Linked DNA regions of Sus scrofa: region 1 is linked to region 2. Evidence: chromatin contacts called from public Hi-C data. All regions are on one chromosome and are shown on one strand. The core of a region is the stretch at or near the end of the contact, and the rest is flanking DNA. Distances in the headings are between cores, read along the strand shown.

What was found. A called contact is a pair of places that touch in the nucleus more often than the background predicts.
Region 1: a Hi-C map of liver shows a contact between it and region 2, with 2.5 times the contacts expected there. The contact joins two enhancer-like sites. A contact is called at or near these places in 1 of 5 promoter capture datasets (liver), 16 of 47 Hi-C or Micro-C datasets (alveolar macrophages, brain, embryonic fibroblasts and 8 more) and 1 of 2 datasets of contacts at active chromatin or transcription factors (skeletal muscle).

What each region holds. Positions count from the first base shown.
Region 1 is chr1:17,677,992-17,681,718 of Sscrofa11.1, forward strand. No RefSeq gene overlaps it. Among named protein-coding and RNA genes, the nearest start is that of SASH1, 17 kb to the left of the region's middle. Within about 2 kb of position 1,575, at least 4 of the 83 cell types and tissues checked have an H3K27ac peak or open chromatin away from gene starts, as enhancers often do. A contact at or near this core is called in liver, where this site is marked.
Region 2 is chr1:17,606,631-17,610,686 of Sscrofa11.1, forward strand. The region is part of intron 1 of SASH1 (SAM and SH3 domain-containing protein 1); the gene reads right to left. Among named protein-coding and RNA genes, the nearest start is that of SASH1, 54 kb to the right of the region's middle. Within about 2 kb of position 1,446, at least 25 of the 83 cell types and tissues checked have an H3K27ac peak or open chromatin away from gene starts, as enhancers often do. A contact at or near this core is called in liver, where this site is marked.

The sequences.
Region 1 (3,727 bases), core at 325-2,824, 71 kb after region 2:
GTCTAAAAGCCCACATGTGCTAGACATTCAAGATGGCTCACTTGTGTGGCTGCAGCTGATGTTGGGTGTTGACTGGGAGCCCAGCTGTGTTGTCAACCAGAATGTCTACATGTAGCCTCTCCATGTGGCCTGGGCTTCTCAGAGCCCACTGGTTGGGTTTTGAGATGGAACCTCACAAGGTCAAGCATACACGAGGCTTGGAGTCTTGGAAGTGGCGCATTGGAGCTGTAGCTGCCAGCCTACACCACAGCCACTGCAACACCAGATCTGAGCCACGTCTGTGACCTACACCACAGCTCAAGGTTAACACTCACAGCAGGCGGATACTTTACCCACTGAGCAAGACCAGGGATCGAACCCGCGTCCTCATAGTTACTAGTCAGATTCGTTTCTGCTGAGCCCCGATGGGAACTTCGCAGAGCTGATTTTTAAATCCTAGTATGTCTGGCTCAAAACACAAGTTTTTTCACATTATACAACCCTGTTTTCAATGATTATTGTTTATGAATAATGCCCAAGGAAAGATAAAGAGAAAAGAAATGGATAGAAGTGTTTTCATTTAAGTGATAACAGTTCTCCGAGGACAGCAAGCTCTAGACCACAGCCTCTGTTGCTTTTTAGGTAACAGTTTTAGATGTTCAAGCCCCCATATATGCTTGTTTTATGGAAAATGTTCTCTAGTTTTAGATGAAGCATTTCAAGTTTACAGACTTCAGCAAAATGAAAGCCCGACATATAATTAGAATTAAAATTTACTGTAGAGTAACACATTTTTATTAAATGGAACGAATGTTTTCTAGTAATTTTTCAATTATCATGAAAATAAGGCTAGCATTAATCCTACTATCAAATCTGGGCTTTAAAAGTTAATTAGGAGATGTAATTCAGTATTATGCTATAAGCAAGTTGGATTTTAAAGTAAACATTAAAATAAAACAGTTCTTGGAACAAGACATTCACTTGTTTTGGCCTCATTTCCTTCAGCCGCAGAGGGCAGCATTGGTCAATTGATAGTTTCTTTTTTTCTTTCTGTTTTTGTTTGTTTGTTTGTTTGTTTGTTTTTTGGTCCTTTCCTAACAAAAGGGAGTCATTTCCTTCCATGAAATGTTTTCATCTTCTTGAAGAGTTCCTGTCTCAAAGTCTACTACAAACGGGGGACTTCATTTTTGGGAGAGAAAAATTGGTAAAAATTGGTAAAAATTGTGTAAAATGCTCCAATGTTTCTTAAATTTTAAAATTCCTTTTAAAATTATTCTGAAATTCCTTATAAAATTATTCTAAAATTTCTTATAAAATTATTCTTCCTCCTAGCAAGAATCAAGTAGGACCTAAATGGAAGATAAAGATAAAAAGGAAAATCAGGAAATCAACCACAAGCAATACCATCAGTGAAAGTGTCCATGGGAAATGGGTTGTAGGCACACCTGTTGGATGAGTGCTGGTGCCTTGAGATGCAAGGTATTCTTTGGGTCTGGTCCACTGGTATGTTTCTGAGCAGCAAAGAGCTAAAGGGATAAATCTTTTCCCACAGGCTTTCCTAAATGAGGAAGGGCAAAAATACAGTGATTATCTAAGCAGTGCTGCCCCCTGCTGGTAGCAGTTATATAACCCTGCAAACGTAAGTTTTCCTCTGTCCCAGTTTCTAGGACCTGGTAGGAAATGTTTTGAGCTCTAAAGCGCTCAGAGACCATCCAGGTCACACTGCCTTGCCCACCCCACCCCTTGTGCACGGTGGACTCTTCAGTCAGCATTTAAAGGGGGAAGTGACTTGTTCATTATCACAGCTTTCGTTTCTACAGCACCTCACCACATGGAACACCCCCTTTCCAGAATTCACAGTTCCAAAGTACACAGTGCTTACTGTCACTGTGCTGTTTGTACCTTCTTTTAAAAATATAGTCCGGCGCTCAATGGTGCAACTTCTCTTCAAGTCTGAGCCATTTAACTAGACGAGTCAGACTTCTCCTTAAACACCGAAATATGATTCCTGGGATGGGTGTGATATTTCTGATTCTCTACAGCTCTTTCATGAAATAAATATGATAGAAAAAGTTAGTTACTGTTCTATAGTTCAGTTTCTGGGGAAAGGATTCCTTCATAACTAGAGCTAGAGTTTTAGGATGGCATTAAATAGAGTTGGTATTTACAGAGCCAGGAGGTTCCAACCATCTTTCTCAATATTCATGTATTTGGCTAAGTTTTATTTAGATTTTATTAATATTTGAATCAAATATAATTCAGGTGATCAAAAATTATGTGTAAAATTTTAGTGGCCAAAGTTTATTGGAAAATTCAGAATCTCACAGCAGCCTCGTGGGGTAATTAAGCTAAAATTTCGACTGGCTAGTTTATTCTTTTGGTGCCTGTACACACTTAGGTTAACTCCTTTGGTTACTAGTTTTAGGATTGTGTGCATGTTATATTCATAGAGATGTTACCCATACATGGAGAGCTTTAATGCTTCCATATCTAGTAAGATATTTTTTAAGAATTATAATGTAATGACAACTGGGTAGCTTCTGTGGTGGATCTTCTTAATGTCTTTTACCGAGAGCCGAGTCTCACACCTTGAGATGCCTTAATCCTCTCTTTACTGTAGAATAGTAACTAACTCTTAAAGTCTCATCCCAAATATGATACTTACAAGAGGTTTTCTGTGATGCATCCCATCTGACTTTAGTCCCTCTCCTCTTGATAGTACCTTGGTATCTATGCTCTCAATTTGTGACATGTGTTTGCAGTGAAAGTGACTTTCTCTGTGTGTGTGTGTGTGTGTGCGCGCGCACGTTTGCACACATGTATTGTGTGCTGTTGTAGATTGAACTAAGCTGTATGTTTCCTGAAGGCAGGTGCTGGGTCTTTTATTTCTTTGACATTGTTCAGAAGTGCCTGCTATAGAGTGTGAAGAAAAGGGAACCCTCCTACACTGTGGGAATATAAATTAGTACATCCCCTATGGAGAACTGCATGAAGGTTCCTTAAAAAACTAAAAATAGCACACCATATGATCCAGCAATCCCACTCCTCGGCATATATCCAGAGAAAACCATAATTCAAAAAGATACATGTACCCCAAGGATCATTGCAGTACTACTCACAATAGCCAAGACAGGAAGCAACCGAAATGTCCATCAACAGAGGAATGGATAAAGAAGATGCGTTACATATATACAATGGAATATTACTTAGCCATAAAAAGAACAAAATAATGCCATTTGCAGCAACATGGATGGGCCTAGAGATTATTATACTAAGTGAAGTAAGTCAGAGAGAGAAAGACAAATATCACATGATACATACCACTTATATGTGGAATCTAAAAAATGATACAATGAACTTATTTAAAACACAGAAATAGACTCACAGACTTTGAAAACAAAGTTATGGTTACCAAAGTGGAAATGAGGTGGGGAGAGATAAATTGGGAGTTTGGGATTGACATATACACACTTTTATATACATAAAAGAGATAACCAACAAGGACCTACTGTGTAGCACATGAAACTCTACTCAATATTCTATAATAACCCATATGGGAAAAGAATCTGAAAAAGAATGAACACACACACACACACACATATCTGAATCACTTTGCTGTACACTTGAAATTAATCAAATATTGTAAATCACCTACACTCCGATATAAAACAAAAATTAAATTGAAAAAGAAGTGCCTGCTCAAAGCTTCTTTTGTCCTAGGAACTCAAATGATGTTGACCAATGTATC
Region 2 (4,056 bases), core at 196-2,695:
TTAATATAAATGTGTTATCTCCTTGAGTCCTTACAACAATCCTATAAGGTAGATACTGCAAATAATGCCATATACAAATGAGAAGGTGGAGGCTTGAAGAAGTAAAGCCAACTGCCCAAGGTCACAGAGCTAACAAGTGGTGGTGGGGGGCACTTGAACTCTGATCCTGTGACTCTAGAACCTACACTCTGCACCATGAAGCTTTACTGCTTTGGGAAGCTGTACGATATTGCAGCTTATTCCTTCTCTGATAGCCAGCTGGTGTTCAAGATTGTCTGTCTAAGAATGATCAAGTAAATATAGACAACAGGAGTTCTGTCGTGGAAACAAATCCGACTAGGAACCATGAGGTTGCGGGTTCGATCCCTGCCCTCACTCAGTGGGTTAAGGATCCAGCATTGCTGTGAGCTGTGGTGTAGGTCACAGATGCGGCTCGGATCCCGCGTTGCTGTGGCTCTGGTGTAGGCTGGCAGCAACAGCTCCGATTAGATCCCTAGCCTGGGAACCTCCATGTGCCACAGGTGTGGCCGTAAAAAGACAAAAAAAAAAAAAAAAATACAGACAACAGAATAGAGTCTCTGGAAATTAATAAAACACAAATAGAAATGTTCACGATCTAATGCTGCCATTCAATCTATGCAGAAGGACGGACATGTCAACAAATTGCATCAGAACCACTGACTAGCGATTTGAAGAAAGGGAGGAATGAACCACTACTTCAACCTTTATACCACAATTAACTTCATTTGGACTCGCATGTGTATGTGCTTTATTGAGGTATAAGTGATAAACCAAACAACCTGGACAAATCTACGATACGCAGTGTGATGGATTTGGCCATACACACAGACCTGTGAAACCATCACCATGATAAAAGCAAGAACCTTACTCATACCCTCCAAAACAAATTTCTCTGCTTAAACATTTATAAGAGAATATAAATATGCATCCTGAGACTTTACAACAGGCATATTCCGATGACTGTCTTAGATACAGTTCAAGGTGTCCATAAATCTCAAGTTTTAAAAGCAGGAGGAGATGCCATTTGCTTAGCAGTTTTCATCTCAGAGCTCGTCTTTTAGGAAGATTCTGGAGGTGTAATGGCACAATGTGTGACTTTAGCACTTTATGTATGTGTGTGCGCTCGCGTGCACTCAGAAGCATTTGGACAGTTAGGGGTCATCGTGTGGATTTAATCACCTCTTCAGCTACATTCAAAGACTTGTAGCTGAAGTCTGACAACTAGTTAACAACGTGGCCAGAATGAGGACACAAGTCTCAATTCCCACTTCCAGACTCTTCCAAATGTTTTTTTCATCATAAGTCCAACGACAGATAGAAGCAATCTTTAATGGGGCCGCGGAATTTCACTGATTATCTATGGTGTTAGTTCCAGTGGATATTTTTCCCCTATGATGGGCTGAAAGTATTTTACAGATTTTTTTTCTAGAGTTTGCCAAAAATAGGTCTGTGGAGACCATGACATATTTTGTTTGTGAGAGAGGAAGAGAGATAAAAACATTACTTAAAAAAAAAGAGGATGACTCTGCAGGCAAAAATAATGATATGGGAAATTCAGTCCCATGGCTAGACATCTGAAGCTGATAACGTCTCTTGACCCCGGTGAAAAAAAGAAGCTATTTTTTCTTTGATGGGAAGCACAAAATCATTGGCTAACGCTTTTTCTCTTCCTCTGAAGAAGATCTCTTCTCCCTCTTCACGTAGATCAGGTGACACAAATCCCACGTGGGACTGAAATTAAAAATGCCTTTCACTTAATCCTGTTGGAAAGGCTTCCGCCCCAAGTTGGAGAGCACCCTGAGCTGGCCTGGCCGCGGAGGCCTGACACAGAGTCATGCCTGTGGTATGAGGGGGCCGTTCCCCACCAGCAGCCTCGGGTGTGGGAAACTATTCCTTCAACTCAGGGAAGGCAGCCCAAACTCTGAAAATTTGATCTCATTCTTTTGCCAAAGAGCCAGCTACAGGATTCTGGGATCCATCACTATTATTGTAACTGTAGGGGGGGAATGACTTAATTGTAAAACAATGACCTCACCCTCACAGCCAAGGTCGAATCATTTCTAAAGAAAGCTGCCTTCTTTGTTCCTGCCAACTTGCAAATGAAACAAATTACATCGGGACACGATTATATTCATTAGCGATTATTCCATGAAAACAGTGAGGATTTGAATGTACCCTACGCTTAACCCAGGCAACTAACGTGCCCTGCAAGCCTCAGGCCAAGCGGTGATGGACTCTGTGTTAGGAGAATGTTTGCCCCAGACTGTGGGCCAATGCGTGTGTGCCTCTTTCTCAGGGAGATGCTGGTTCAGGGGAGAACAAGACACCAAGGCACCAAAATGCTCCTCATTTCAGACACAGGAATTCGTGAGCTGAGCAACTTTGAATGATCTTTCTCTGATTTAATTCTGTCTTTCTACGGGAAAGAATGACATATGGGACAAGCCGGCTCTCTCATTGTCACATGTCAATGTCCCGGGAGACTGTCCTGACGGAAGTTCTGCAGGGCCTCCTGATGGCTAAATAATTTGGGGGTGTTTGTGTCCCCTAAAATAAATGATAACATAGCAGCATGTGGTCCTTCTGATAGGAAGATAATCCTAACGCATTCTCACCGTTACACCCAGCCTCCCACGTGGGTCATGCCTGAAGGTCAAGTGTGAGGTTGGCTGGAGGTCAGGTCACTCCCTTTTAGGAGGGAGACAGAAGAATGAATAAAGGAGAAGAGAGACGAAAGAAGCACTATTGCAGAATGACAACGTCTCCTAAAGTCATTATTTTATTTTATTATTTTATTTTATTTAAATTTTCTTTTTGGCTGCCCCATGATATATGGAGTTTCTGGGGCCAGGGATCAGATCTGAGCCACAGTTAAGACCTAAGCCACAGCTGCAGCAATGCTGGATCCTTAACCCACGGTGCTGGGCCTGGGTTTGAACCTGCATCCCAGCGCTCCCAAGATATGGCTTGTCCCTTTGTGCCCCAGCAGGAACTCCCTAAAATCTTTTTTATTAACCATTTTTGAGCTGATCTCTACTGACAGATTGATGAGCAAGGTGTCACTTTGACCCAGGAAAGAACTGAAATGGAAAAGAACAGAGCTGGTGGCATAATGACTTGGTTGGAGATGGATTAGCAAGTCAGAGCAGGACTTGGAGAGGCGTTGGAATTGTCCCTCTCAAATAATGGGAGGAAGCTCAGAATCTGGAAAGGAAGAAGATGAAGAAGCTTCCCTTCCATAGTGGTCCAGCTTGTCGGACTTCTTCCAGATACTTCCCCTGAGTCACCGGCAAGCATGTGGGAGGGTCAGGGCTAAACCAGCAAATCTCCCTCTGGGGAAACAGCCCAAGGCCACGTCACAGTGCGAATGGGTCTGGACTATCTTCTCATCAGAAAGACTGAGTGTTGTTATGTTATCATTTCTTTCAGGGAAGGCCAACATCCCCAAATTATTTAGCCATCAGGAGGCCCTACAAAATCACAGTGTTCCCCTTAGACCAAGGTACTCTCACAGTCAAACAAATGCACTTGGAATCAGTGAGCAAAAACATCTTATCTCACATAAATTGCAAAGCAGCTCAAAGTAGGATGCAGTGGTAGAACTTAAGAAATTCTGATATTCCCGGCTGAGCCAAACATCTGGCTCGACAGACTTACAGGCCCATAAAGTGCTTGGTACATTGCGGGACACAGTCGATGTCTGTTTCCACCTGACCTTGACCCTGCTAACTTGGTTAGCGAATAACATTTCCCCGGGTAATTTTTTGGAGCTATTATTGAACTGACCCACATGGGTTTTCCCCAACTAACCTGATATGGAAATTAAGTCGGTAGGAGAGAAATGTATATAAGAGTGATAAGAGTGAAGTGGATGTATTAGATAAATAGTGATTGAGGATCCTGCGTGGCTGTGGCGTAGACTGGCAGCTGCAGTCCAGTTTGACCCCCCGCCCCCAGCCTGGAAACCTCCATATGCCACGGGTGCAGCCCTAAAAAGCAAAAAAAAAAAACCAAAAAAACCCCAAAAATACCCCC